Linked DNA regions of Sus scrofa: region 2 is linked to region 1. A link is a contact called in public Hi-C data. All regions are on one chromosome and are shown on one strand. Each heading gives the region's core, a stretch centred on a gene start, on an enhancer-like site or on the middle of the called end of the contact. The rest is flanking DNA. Distances are from core to core; before and after follow the strand shown. Region 1 has its middle 360 kb from the start of MGAT4C. Region 2 has its middle 280 kb from the start of MGAT4C.

Region 1 (6,740 bases), core at 1,960-4,459:
CAAATGGAACAACGTCTTGCATCTTGGACTCAGAAGTCATTTGCTCTTTGTTCATATTAGCATATGCAAGCAAGATTTCGCCTTGCATTAAAGTTGCATCGATGTGCCTTTGTTCTATATAAATGTAATCTTAAGTTTTCAGCTCTTCTTGTTGACATTATGTGATAAACAAGAATGGATTTGGGAAAATACTAGACAAAAGTGTGAAAAGGCACCATAGAATAGATTGCATTTAAGAAATAGAATTTACTTTTTATAGCATTTAATTCAACCCTTGCATCTCTTCTCTTTCCACAGATGAGAAAACCTAGGTTCAAAACGGTGAAGCAATTTACCATAATCGGTGGCAGTCCAAGGTATACAACTCAAGTCACCTAAAGTTAGACCAGTATTTAATTAGACTAAGTGCCGGCTATGGCATTTATGTTTCATATTTTTGGCTGGCTAAAACCTATCCCCTTTCTCCATTCCGTACTTCCTCTGGATTCCCACATCTTCATTTGAAGGTGATTCTTTATTGTATGATCTTCTTAGTAGAGTAATTCTGGTCATTCCCTTTCTACTGCTTCTCATAAGAAAAGCCCAGGACAAAAGCCTATTGTTCCTTTAACTCTTCATGGGCACATTCAGAGAACAGGAATATGATCCAAACTCTGTAAATCATGGAGTTCCTGCTGTGGCCCAGCAGAAATGAAACCAGCTAGTATCTGTGGGGACAAAGATTTGACCCCTGGCTTCGCTCAGTGGGTCAGGGACCCGGCATTGCTGTGAGCTGTGGTGCAGGTTGCAGACCCAGTCTGGATCCCCTGTAGCTGTGGCTGTGGTGTAGGCCAGTGGCTGTAGCTCCGATTAGACCCTAGCCTGGAAACATCCATATGCCATGGGTGCGGCGGTAAAACAAAACAAAACAAAACGAAACAAAACAAAACTCTGTAAATCAGATGCATACTACAAGTATTTGTAGCTTAAGTTACCAATACAAAAATAAAGGCAACTTTTGGTTGTTACATTTAGATAAGCACAATCAATTGTTTCAGATTCCACAGAATACTAACAGCTAGCATTTGGCTTGATGGTTCCTTTGAAAGGACCCACACAAGTGAAGAACCATAATTTATCCTGCCAAACATCAGAATCTCTCTTGTTTTTTATTCATATTCCAAGTATAGAAAACTAGCCTCCCATGGAAACTTCTATATCCTACCCTGTAATTTCCTTCTCTCTTGGTCTCTATTTCTCTCTCTCTCTCCCTGATAGTGCCTGAGTCAAATATGTTTTAAAATACCTCCTTTTTTAATGGTAAAATAAAAACAAATAAAAAAGAGTGTGTGCTTGGTTAGAATGCCCTCAGCAAGAAGTCTCTGCACATTAGAAAAATAGGAATAATGCTGATTCCAAATAATATATTTCCTTGTATTAAAATTACCCATTTTTTCTGACTTATTATAATAAATAATCAAGGAGCATAAATATTATAATAAAGAAAAAATTAATTCATAATTCGAGTTCAGTTTTTTCTTAATTTTTACAAAATCATTGTGAGCATTTGTTAATTTCCCCGTGATGTTGATGTTGTTCTAGGTTCTAGTTACTGTTTTTTTTCCTTTTTAGTCCATAGAAGGTATTTATTTGATATAACAAAATAATGCATTTTGTGTTAGATCCACCCACAAAGGGCAAAAGGAATGAAAAATGTGTACAATGCATAGAGAAAAATAAGATGTTTACCGTGTCACGTAGACAATTATTTATTTGTAAAATAACACTTCTAAAATTACGCACTTACTGAAATCTGTTCAAAAACAAAATGATGTTAACATGACAAAGTACATAAAAGAAAATCAAATTTTGAGGAAATTAGTACACCGGGCCATTTTTATTAACATGTACAGGTGAATGAGATCAGTGGTTCCTAATAAAATTCCAAGTCCTCTCTCTGCCAACATTAAGAAAAATGATGTTAATGCCCCATAGAACCACCGCAGTAAAATTCACTGTGATTCGTCTTAAGAAACAGGATCAGCAGGAATGCCGAGAACCATGTCAAAACCAACTGCGTATCTAGAATTACAGACTACTAATCAAACCGACCAAAGACAATTAAGGATAGAGCAATTGCATAATACTCAGAGAAGATAAAACTGTCTACTATGCTTCACTGCGTGAGGCCCCGCCAATGATTTTAAAATATAAAATTCAGGAGCCCATATGCAGTAATTTATCAATTAGGATTTAGAATAATGAGAGAAGGAGAGCTAGAGAAGTGATAAGTACCTATTTACTTGTTTTATTAGTACATGTGGAAATTGTTCATTCATCTAGACACCATCTGTTCACATTAAGGTCAAGCAACAACCATCGCTTTAAGTTCTGTATTAATATGTGTAACACTTTTGGCTAATTTCCTGTCTCCACTATGACAAAAGAGGTGTCAAAGCTCTTATTCTATCACGAGTCTTTGGGACCCGTTTATTATAAAACAGTATAGATCCCCATGCCTCAGCAGTTCCCAAATACCACTTAATGCTAAAGACACAATTTCTTATGATTGCTTTGTCCATTTTGCTGCCAAAAGTAATGGATTCCAAGGACTCTCAAAGACAGTGACTGCGCTTCATTGATGATAAGCAACAAATGCAAGCCTTACTTGCATGTGGAAAAATATGAATGATAATTTACTTTCTTATTATGTTAAATTTATCATTGGTAATCTTGTAAACAAAAACAATACATCTTCCACACTTATATTCTTGAACATTTTAGGCTACATTCACATCATTCCTAGAATATGATCTCCACTGATGGCTATATCTCTGCCTTCCACATATCACCACTGGCAGGAACGATAGACAAAGCTCTCATGAGCGGAACTGGAAGGGTTGTGACATTTGCTAAAGGATTGTCCCACCTTGTCTGAAATGCTTAAGACCTACCCAGTAGAGCAGGGTTTTATCCCATAACAAGAGAGAAGGGAAGGGTGCACTGGTATTGCGAAGTAAATATCTTAACAAGCTATAGGTAGAGGCACAAACACACAGGAAGACTGCCTGACACGCAGTGTGGAGCCTTGGAGGAGGGGGGGAGACAACTTTGGTGCCAGTTCCTGGCACACAGGGTACAGGAATTCTGCCATCATCTTCATTGCCCAGGGGTGCTATAGATTTGAGGCAGCACACAGTCAAACTACTGATAGGCAAACATCCAAGTTTCTTGGATATTGGCAGTGAAATATACACAGCCAGAGCCCTGACTCATTCTGAGTCCAGTGAGAATGAGAGATCCTAAATCAAGTCATCAGCACCATTCTGGCAGTGAAAAACTATGCTCTAACTAGCTTAATGAGGCTTACTAGGCTTGCTCCTGGAATGAGGGCTCAGTTGCTGAGCCTGTGACACCTCAGAAACACTAGACCTGGAGCTCCTTGGTGTGGTGCTATCAGGTCAACAAAGGCCTCGTGGGAGAGGTAGGGGGAGAAGCGTTGTAGGGAGCGTAGGGTGCCTGATGGGCCAAACTGGCACAGATGTCACACAGGCTCCAACACGTGTTTAAAGTGGGTTTAAAGCATCACGATAAGATGGCACAGGTGACTTGCAGGATTCCTAGAAACTGGATGGGAACTTTGATCATTCCATCAACCATAACTCATTAATGACCAAGTCTGAACTTTACGCAGTCTTTCCTAATGGTACTGAGGGCATGATAAGTCAAATGGAAAAAAATTAAGATACTCCACAGGGGTGGGGGGAGTATAACCCCATAATATGTTGTGGATACCTGTTTTGGTAATTCAAAATCCACATGTACAGATTTTTTTTTTCTGTTTTCCTTCCTCCCTCCCTCACCTTCCTTTCCTCCCTCCTTCCTTCCATCTATCGAGGATGTAAAATCAACTAATCCAACTCTTATCAATGTGCAGATTAGGAGACTGAATGACCGTGTTCACTGAAATAAAACTGCAAGCAGTGAGTGTAGCAGTTTTGAGAAAATAGAAGTTGTAGGTAAAATCAAATTCAGTTAATAACTCCAAATTGACCAGGCAAAGGAATGACCAAGAGGCATTGACCCAGGTAGGGTGGAAGGAGATAGATACTAATTTCTACCTGAGATGAGGAATTGGCTTTGGAAGGATGCAGCAAAATGAAATATTTCATACAGCTTTAATACAAAATATTTCACAGCCAATTGCACACTTCACTTAAAATTAACAGAGAAGTGAAAACAATGAGTTGACAACCCAACAGGGAGGAAGAATGGAAAGACAAAGTACGGCTGCCATTCAGAAATCAAAGTAGAACTGAATCATCAGCCATTTGCAATTCATTATAGGTTTTAGGTTGTTTCAAAGATTAAATGCATTTTCCTTTTTCAGAGAAAGATATGATTAGATGACAGTCTGTGACAATCTGTGAAACTAAATAAGGAAATGTTTCCCAGAGGCTATCTTCTAGAAAGAATGAGTTTAAGATTACATACATAAGAATATATATATATATAGCCTCCAAAAAAAAAAGACTGTGAAATGATGCTTTTAGTATCAAGCTTTGGCCCTCCAATTTCTATAAAAGGAAAAGAAAACAAAATTCTATCAGCGTCTTTGGCATTGACTACATACTGGAAGGTTTCAACAAGTAGATAAGTAGGCTTTCAGCCAGTGTGTTTTTCCAAGTAATTCTCACTAGTCAACACTCAAAATGGAAAAGTATCACACTTAATGCCATTTTTTTCTTTTTAGGGCTCCTCCATATGGCATATGGAGGTTTACAGGTTAGGGGTAGAATCAGAACTATATCCGCTGGCCTATGCCACAGCCACGTCAATGCAGGATCCAAGCCACTCCTGTGACTTACACCACAGCTCATGGCAATGCCTGGTCCCTGACCGACTGAGCGAGGCCAGGGATTGAACTCGTATCCTCAAGGATACTAGTCAGATTTATTTCCACCGTGCCACAGTGGGAACTCTGACACAATGCCATTTTAAGTGGGCTTTAATTCACAAGCAGTTTTAAGTTTCATGACGTCACAAAATTTGCAGGCCTGAATATAGAAATCATTATGTAAATATCTCTTTGTGTGCATACATATATCTGAGTATTTAGTAAAGAATCAGGGTCATAATTAGAATATTCTTAATTAACTATGTCCATTTATAATTTCCTGTACATATATGAAAAGTGAAGTAATAACTGTTCATATATAGACTCCATTGTAGGAAGAACTTGGAAAAAAAATTATACCAGTGATATTAAGTACTTCAAGTAGAAAACCAGTGAAGTTTATTCAATGTAGATTTGTCTTTTCTCAATCAATTTACGCAAATAGATAAAGCTTCTGAAGTTCAATTTTTCAATGGAAAAATATTTGATGTTATATGAATGATCAATTTAAAACATCAGTATTGTAGAGAGACATACACATTTTCCTGTAAGTGAGGAATACGTAGTTCAGGGGACTTATTTTCATGGAACTTTTTTTTTACTAATTTAAAATAAAATGGGTCAGAAATGTACTTGGAATTGGCTGCAGTGTAGACATAATCCATGCCTGCTACCAACTAATGTGGATAATTAAACAATCTTAATAGAAATCAAAATTTTGAAAATTTATAATTTTAAAATATAATCAAGGAATAAACTAGAAATTTTTGACAAATCTGATGCTAAAAACATTAAAAAAAAACATGCCATGACAAGTGCTGTCTTTGCTGCCCCATCATTAATAGATTTCAGAAATGTTGCATCCTTTGAAGAACTTCTCCCTAAGTCAATAATGTCAGCCCACTAAATGTTGGTTATAACTTACAATCTGTTAGAAATCCTTAATAAAACTAATCTATAAAATAGGCCCAGATACTGTAGATTTTGAAATATTGAGTTGTGATTATTGAAAATAAAGTCTACAAACAAGAAGATATTGAAATTATTCTTTAAAAGTAAGGACTAAACTGAAAAATGAATGATCAGAATTCAGTTCACAAGACTTAATATTGAGATGCTAAAATTAAACCTTAATATTTCAACCTACAGTAAGATGGAACTCTTATTTTTAACTGGATACATTTATAACTGGAAGCTGAAGGACGTTGAGAAAATCTATGATTTTGCAGTATCTATTTTTTTGGTAACATTTAAAATATTCACTAACAGTGACAAGATATTTGAGGAATTTTGCTTTTGATAGATATTTATGAAATTAATGGGCTGACATATTTATAAAATTTAATTCTAACCATGGAATTAAAATATCTATCATGTAGCCATATTTGGTCAGCAGCTGTAGAAATAATGTTATCTCAATTAAGATACTTGGTCTTTTAGAAAGTTTCAATTGAAGAGGTGAACAATTTCAAATTGATTAACGTAAAATAAAACTTGACGAATGTTGCATGAAATATTTTCTGAAAATAATTAAAAAGAATATATCCCTATTGAAAAAAAACACACTCTTTAGAAAAATACCATTGACATAGTACTAGAAACAGATACGGCTAAGAAACCGATCAATGACATGAGTAGGTGCTAAAATAAGGACATATTCTGCCTATATTTCAGAAAAACCAATATAAAAGTTTCATTTTTTAATTTGCTTTAATGTATGCAAATATGTTATTTTTAATACTTTAGAAAAATTTTATATTTGAAGGTATTTTGAATTAAACTTTTTTTTTTTTTGGCAGCACTCATGGTATATGGAAGTTCCTGGGCCAGGGAGCAAATCCATGCCACAGGTGCAACATATGCC
Region 2 (6,875 bases), core at 2,373-4,872, 73 kb before region 1:
CAGGAAAAGAAAGGAAGCAGAAAAACAACAGCTAGATAAATGTTGTGGTCACTCTATGAAGGAAGAAGGACTTCCCTGATTCTCTTGACCACAGCTCTTCTCTCTTGTCCTTCTTGATAACCTTTTCTGTTTTCTATAGGTTAAATGGTGTTTGAAAGGCAGTCATTTAGCCCATCTTCATTTAGGATAGTTAATCAGAAAGTGTCTGTACTCTCCTCCTTTCTTCTAGTCTACTGCCCACCTCTCTTCCTCGAGATTTCTTTGGGATCTGTTTGTCAAGGGAGTAAGATTCCATCTTTGCGGAAAGAATAATGCTTACATTTTAGAGTATCATAATCTTAAAAAGCTAATGCCTATCTTTTTAAGTGCAATATCCTAGTCTAAATTCCCTTTATAACCCATTATAAATAACATAACAATAGGTAATTATAAAATAAAATGTTATATATAACATTATATGTGTATATATGTATATATCACAAAAAATGTATTTAAAATAATGTAGGTATGTAAAATAGTCCATGTATTTGAAATAACAATAGTATCCATGAATCATGAGTAGAAATATTCATTAATATTCACAACATCTTTTTCTCATTTCTCTCCCTCCTACTCTGTCCTCTTCTGCTTTCCAGCTTTAGTAAGAGGATAAAACTAATTTAGGGCACAGCAGTCTTCCAACATTCACTGAACACCTACCAAACATGATGATTTCCTGCTGAGTAAGTTATAAACGGCGATAGGGTATCTGTGTGCTGTTGGCAGTCTACTCCAAGAATGCAGTAACTAAAGACAGTATTTCTATGACCCTTGCCTCTTCTCTTGCTCAGCTTTATAGTGTCCTTGTACCTTCTACTACCTTTGCTTAAAACTAGTGTAGAAGGATCCTTTCTCCTGTATGTTGACTCAAATGTTTGAACAATGCATTCAGGATATAAATGATTATGGGATAATGCACAGTCATTAGCTTTTAAGTTTCAGGGACACTAAAACATATGCAAACTAAGAGAAATCATGGAGAGACAAGAAAAATGAGATATAAAATTTTTTTAGTTTCTGAAAGTTCAAACTACCTAAAAGATTGCTTACACTATTGCTTATAAGATCATACATAGGTATTTCTGTAAAAACAAAGGCTGATTAAATGTGGAATGATTATTCGGTTTCAGCATATGGAGTTGTTTCACTTTTTAATAGTGAATTGTATTCTATTGAAAGAGATTTGAACATTTTATTTTAAACAAATCAGTTGCAGAAATCCTAATCTGGAAATTCTTGAAAACCTACAGTGTTTATAGTTTAATCAGCAACAGTTAACACAGAGTAAAATGAAATAGAGATATATCTAACGATGACTTGAAGTTTTCTGCATTGTGAAGTGAAATGTGACATTGTTCCATGGAAAAGATTGTTACAGGTATTTTAATAACTGATAAGCAGAAAGAATATGTAACCATGCTCTTCTCAACTAATTTATAGCTGCTGGGATGCAATGGGATTAAACCATGAGATCTTGGAAGGGAAGTTTCTCTTTTTACTTCTTCCTTTTAACCTGAGGTGGTTGTTTTTGATTTTGCTAAATCAGAGAGTAGCTAGCCAGCCCAAGCTAAAGATGATAAAAGGGATTTAAGTAGTTTACAATCCTCCAAGATTCAACCCAAGAGAAATCTTAACACAAAAATAATAATCAGGTGAGAGAAATTGAAGTTATTTGCCTTTAAGTCTATGAAGAAACATTAAACCAAGCAAACTTGAAAGTAAACATTACTATAGAATAGAATTTTATGATTACATTCCTTTTCTTCTTACTGTAATATAATGCATCATATTTTAGTATGCCAATAAATTCTTTCAATAAAGATGTATTTTCATTTTACATAGGGTAACAAACTAGAAATTAAAATTGCAGCCTTAGGAACTCTATACTTTCAAGTCCAAAACTGAAAATAACTTATGAATGGAAAATTTCCTAATATGAAGTGTCTCTATTTACTAATGATGCATCTCATATAAAAGAAACTTTGAGGAAGAGACTAACCCATACATATTTTCAGAATTAAATTCACAAACTTTTTTAAAATGGAAAAATACTGATGTAAATACACTCAACTCTAATCAGTATCTCCCTCTTCATACAGTGCTTCCATGAGCCAAAAATGTTTGCAGAGTAAATTAATTTCACGTTTCCATAAATAACTATAATATTCATCATTCACTATTCAATTTGAGGACAGACAATATACCAAAGTGTATCTCAATATTCATATCATCAAAATGAAAGAAATATCATTTTAACTCAAAATCATAAAAAGAAATGTGACAGTTTTCAAGATAAGTTATTCAAAATATTTAGATCATTGAGAAAGTATTGCCTTGATAAGTTGGAATTATTTGCATAATTAATTTCCAATTCTATTTCCTCTTAATATAGATGTTCCTTGAGTAAATACAGGATAGATAACTTTCTGTTTAATTAGCTTAATATCTTCCATTTAAAAATAATATTTAGTGATTTTCCCTATGATTAAAATGTGCATTTATTAGAAAATATCCTACTTCTTACTAGTTTTACACATATTTGTGAAGAGTAAATTACTCTGAAAATAATTTTGGAGAGTATTTTCTTCACTTTGGGGATAAGGCAATATATGAAAAAAAAAATCAATTGCTACCATAAAAACAAGTCTTTTCTGCACTGCCTGTTTAGATCCATTACAAACTTTAATTGAGTAAGTGACTGCTTTTATGAACTACATTTCTGGCCAGCTCCATCTGCTTTCATTTTTCAAACAGCCTGGTGAAGCGAACAGAGATAAGCAGGTAATAAAATATTTGACTGACTCAGTGCCTCTAGGGTACCACCAAAATAAAAGGCATCATGGTGATATTTAACACTAGAGATGAAAATCTAGAATTATTTATTATCTGAAGTTGAACTTTCAGCATTCTCTAGCAAAATTAGAGATTAAATAACATACTTACATGAGATGTGTTTCAGACACCATAATGTAAAAAATAAACCAGAAATTCTGACAATCATTAGCTGAAATGAGAAATTCACGGTCACAGTGCAGGTCCAGATGGTTCGGATGAGTCAAGTCACAGCCAGAATCGGGCAAGTATGATTAAAGCAGTGCAGAGATGACTATAGGTATTGCAAAGATAAATAGTCACCAAATTCAAACAACGCTCCAAACTAGGACACCAGTAACTGTTTTAAGTAAAAAAGATCTTGGGTTTATATTTATTTACTTGACATTGACATGGAGCATTTTTAGTAATGAACCTCTTCATAGGAATAGTTTGTTTCGCTTAATATGTGGAACTCAGGTAATTGTATATTTCTTGCAAAAAAGGATATCATTTTTCACTTCTATGTATCTTTGCAGTTTTACTCTGCTGGTCTGCCAATAAGAGTAAATCTGATAGGCTGGTCATTAAACCTGGAATGGCCTTGTGACTCTCTTGGACCCAATGTGGACTCTAGAAGCTCTCATTGTTCCCAATCGTTTTCCTGGAACACTGCCAAGCCACCACATGAACCTTTCTAGCCTAGCCTCTTGGATAATGGAAGTTTGCCCAGTTGCTCATATTACCTCAGCAATAGCCAAACACCAGGCATGTAAGTGAGACCACATCATACAGTTAACTCAGGCAAACTGCCAACCGATCCAAGGTGCATAAACAACTGATATCTGTGAAGCCTGACCTAGATGGGCAAAGCCACCCGCACGACACATAGACTCATGGGTGATATTAATGATTGTTGTTTCATGGCTTGGGGAACTAGGGCCTACAGGTTGGCCCCTTGTTTTTGCAAATAATTTTTTATTAGAACACAGCCATACCCATTTGTTTGTGCATGTGTATTGCTGCTTTCTCACTATATCAGTAGAGTCAACTAGTTTCAATAGAAATCCTATGACCTAAAAAGCCTAAATAATATCTCTCTGGTCATTTACAGAAAAGATTTACTGAGCCTTCTCTTAAGCCACAATAGTTTGAGGGGAATTATTGTTCAGGCGTAGGTAAACATATATTTAGCTAAATATTTCCAGAAATGTTTGCTTCTATTAAATATGTCATCACACTGTATTTATTTTTTCTAACTTATAAGAATTTATAGACCTTATTAACCAAATATTTAATTATTGAGTATCCAATATAAGCCATCACTGCACCAGGTACTGGTGATATGCAGGTGCTCAGACAAAAATACTTGCCTTAATTCAGCTTCCATTCTAAGGCTTAGTGACCAACTGAACACACACAGGCATGTTATACACATACATACCTACACATATTTAGGAAAATCATCAAGTTAATAATTTCATATTTCAAAAGGCAGAATTATTCCAGATGGTGACAGATGCAATTAAGATACTATGGTGGGAATTAGAGAGGTAGCACAATCACTGTAATTCAAGAAAACGCTTTAGGAGATAAAATATTAAACTCTGTAGCTACCAAGAAGATGGTCTCAAGGAGAAGGAAGGACAAGTTCTGTAGTCTTGGAGTGGGTAAAATTTGATCTGTTCAAACCACAGGAAAAAGACAAGAACAAAGTGAGCAGCACGTGTAATAAATGCTTGAGAACAGAGGTAATGAGTTGGTATGAGGGGTGCTATTACAGACTCCATGAGATTGTGTTGACCAATGAGACACTACTGAGCTCTTAGAATGCAGTTTTTTCAATATATGTTAAGCTAATGTAAAATACACATGATATTTGGAAGACAGAATGAAAAAGTAAATGTTAGTATCTCAAGAACTCTTATGCTGATTATAAGTTGAAATAATATTTCATGTGTAATGGGTTAAATAAAATATATTTAATTTCACCTTTTTATTTTTACTTTTTAAAAAATTATAGCTACTAGAACATGTAAAATTACATGTATGACTCACATACTATTTTTATCAGATTGCTCTAATACAGAGTTTTATAGCCCAGTGTCAGGACTATGCCTTTTACTCTGCATAAGTTAGGTCACCATTGAGAATAGTTTGTAATGAGGCAGTTGTAAAAGCAGGAAGTCCAATCTGGGTGATGTTTCATTAATCTGGGCAGAAAAAATGAACAAGAATCAGAATAGAATGAAGGTAAAAAAATAGAGGTGGTGAGAAGTGTTCAGATTTGTATATATTTTGAAGGTAGAGCCAGTGATTTGGTGATACATTGGAAGTGTGTTGTGAAGGAAAAGAATGGATTTGTAGTTTTATGGTTTGGGTCCAGGCAATTGAAAGAATATGAGTCAATTACTGAGATGAAGAGGGCATGAAGAGGAGCAGGCTTGCTGTAAGGATTCAGGTTGAGGCATAGTAAGGTTCAAAATATTGAGTAAAATTTTGAATACATTATCTGTATTTCAGAAGTAAGACTGAGGCTGGATATTACACTTTGTGACTCATTAGCCTATAAGTGGAATATAAAACTCATAGAATGGATGAGTAAACATAGGGAGAAAAAAGCAATTCCAAAGTAGAGCTGCCATATACTCTTAACTTTTAGTCATCAGAGATGAGGAAAACTCAGCAAATGGGACTGAGACTATCACCCTAGTGAGAAAAGAAGGAAAGCAGAAATTTGTTGGAGGCAAGTAAGGAAACTTTCAAGGAATCAGGAGTGATGGTCTGTGTCAAATATTTCAGATAAAATCTGAAAATTTATTCATGTATTTTTCAGTATACAATTATCAAAGGTTTTTAAGAGCTTTGGTTAATAGTCAGAAATGAAATCAGTTAAAAGGAGAAAGAAGACAAATGTAGACAGTGAACACCAGTATCTTTCTCTAGATGTTTTGCTTTTAGAAAAAAACATCAGCACAGGAGGTGGGCCAAAATGGCAGAGAAGAAAGACCCTGAGCTCACTTCCTTCACAAGCACACCAAAATAACAACAGCGATCAACTATAGATGAAAAACATAAACAAAATAAAACAAAACTGGAACCTATAGGAAAAGATCTTCTACAACTAAAGACACAAAGAAAGAACCACAATGAGAAGGGTAGGAGGGGGAAACTCATGATATAATCAAATCCCATGCCCCCTCAGGTGGGTGACCTACAAACTGGAGAATAATTATATTGTAGAGATTCCCCTACAGGAATCAGGCTCCCAGCCCAGGGGCCTCACACAGGAAAGATGAACCCCTGAGGCATTTAGACTTGAAGACCAGCAGAGTTTAATTGCAGGAGCCCCACAGACTGAAAGGGTACACACAAATCTCATGTGCACCAGGACCAATTCAAGAGGAGTAATTTGATAGGAGTCTGGGCCAGACTACTTCCTGGTCTTAGAGTCTCCTGGAGCAACAGGGAGTAGCTGTGACTCACCCTGGGGACACAGACACTGGTGATAGACCTAGTGGGGGACATGCAAATGCATGGTAACTCCTGGGAGCTGCCATGTTGACTCATTAGCACCAACACCTGACTCCACCAAACAACTTGTATGTGCCAGAGATGGGACACACCAGGCAAAACAACTAACTGGGCAGGGACCCAGCCCCACCCATTAGCAGATAGGCTGCTGAAAAACTAAAGAGCCCATATCACCTCTAGAGACAAAGAACAACTTAGACAAAATGAGACATCAAAGGAATTTATTCTAGATGAAAGAACATGATAAAACCCCAGAAGAACTAAGTGAAGTGGCGGCAATCTACCCAAGAAACAGTTCAGAGTCAGGACTGTCAAGACAATCAAAAAACTCAGGAGAAGAATGGGTTCACAGAACAAGAAGTTAGAGGTTTCAACAGAGAGTTAGAAAATATAAATTACCAACCAGACAGAAATGAAGAATACAATAACTGAAATGAAAAATACACTAGAAGGAATCAATAGTAGAATAAATGATACAGAAGAATGGATCA

Evidence for each region. A called contact is a pair of places that touch in the nucleus more often than the background predicts.
Region 2: a Hi-C map of heart right ventricle shows a contact between it and region 1, with 5 times the contacts expected there. The contact joins two enhancer-like sites. A contact is called at or near these places in 2 of 47 Hi-C or Micro-C datasets (epiblast stem cells and heart right ventricle).

The regions. Positions count from the first base shown.
Region 1 is chr5:95,105,005-95,111,744 of Sscrofa11.1, reverse strand. No RefSeq gene overlaps it. Among named protein-coding and RNA genes, the nearest start is that of MGAT4C, 360 kb to the left of the region's middle. Within about 2 kb of position 3,209, at least 2 of the 83 cell types and tissues checked have an H3K27ac peak or open chromatin away from gene starts, as enhancers often do.
Region 2 is chr5:95,178,723-95,185,597 of Sscrofa11.1, reverse strand. No RefSeq gene overlaps it. Among named protein-coding and RNA genes, the nearest start is that of MGAT4C, 280 kb to the left of the region's middle. Within about 2 kb of position 3,622, at least 2 of the 83 cell types and tissues checked have an H3K27ac peak or open chromatin away from gene starts, as enhancers often do.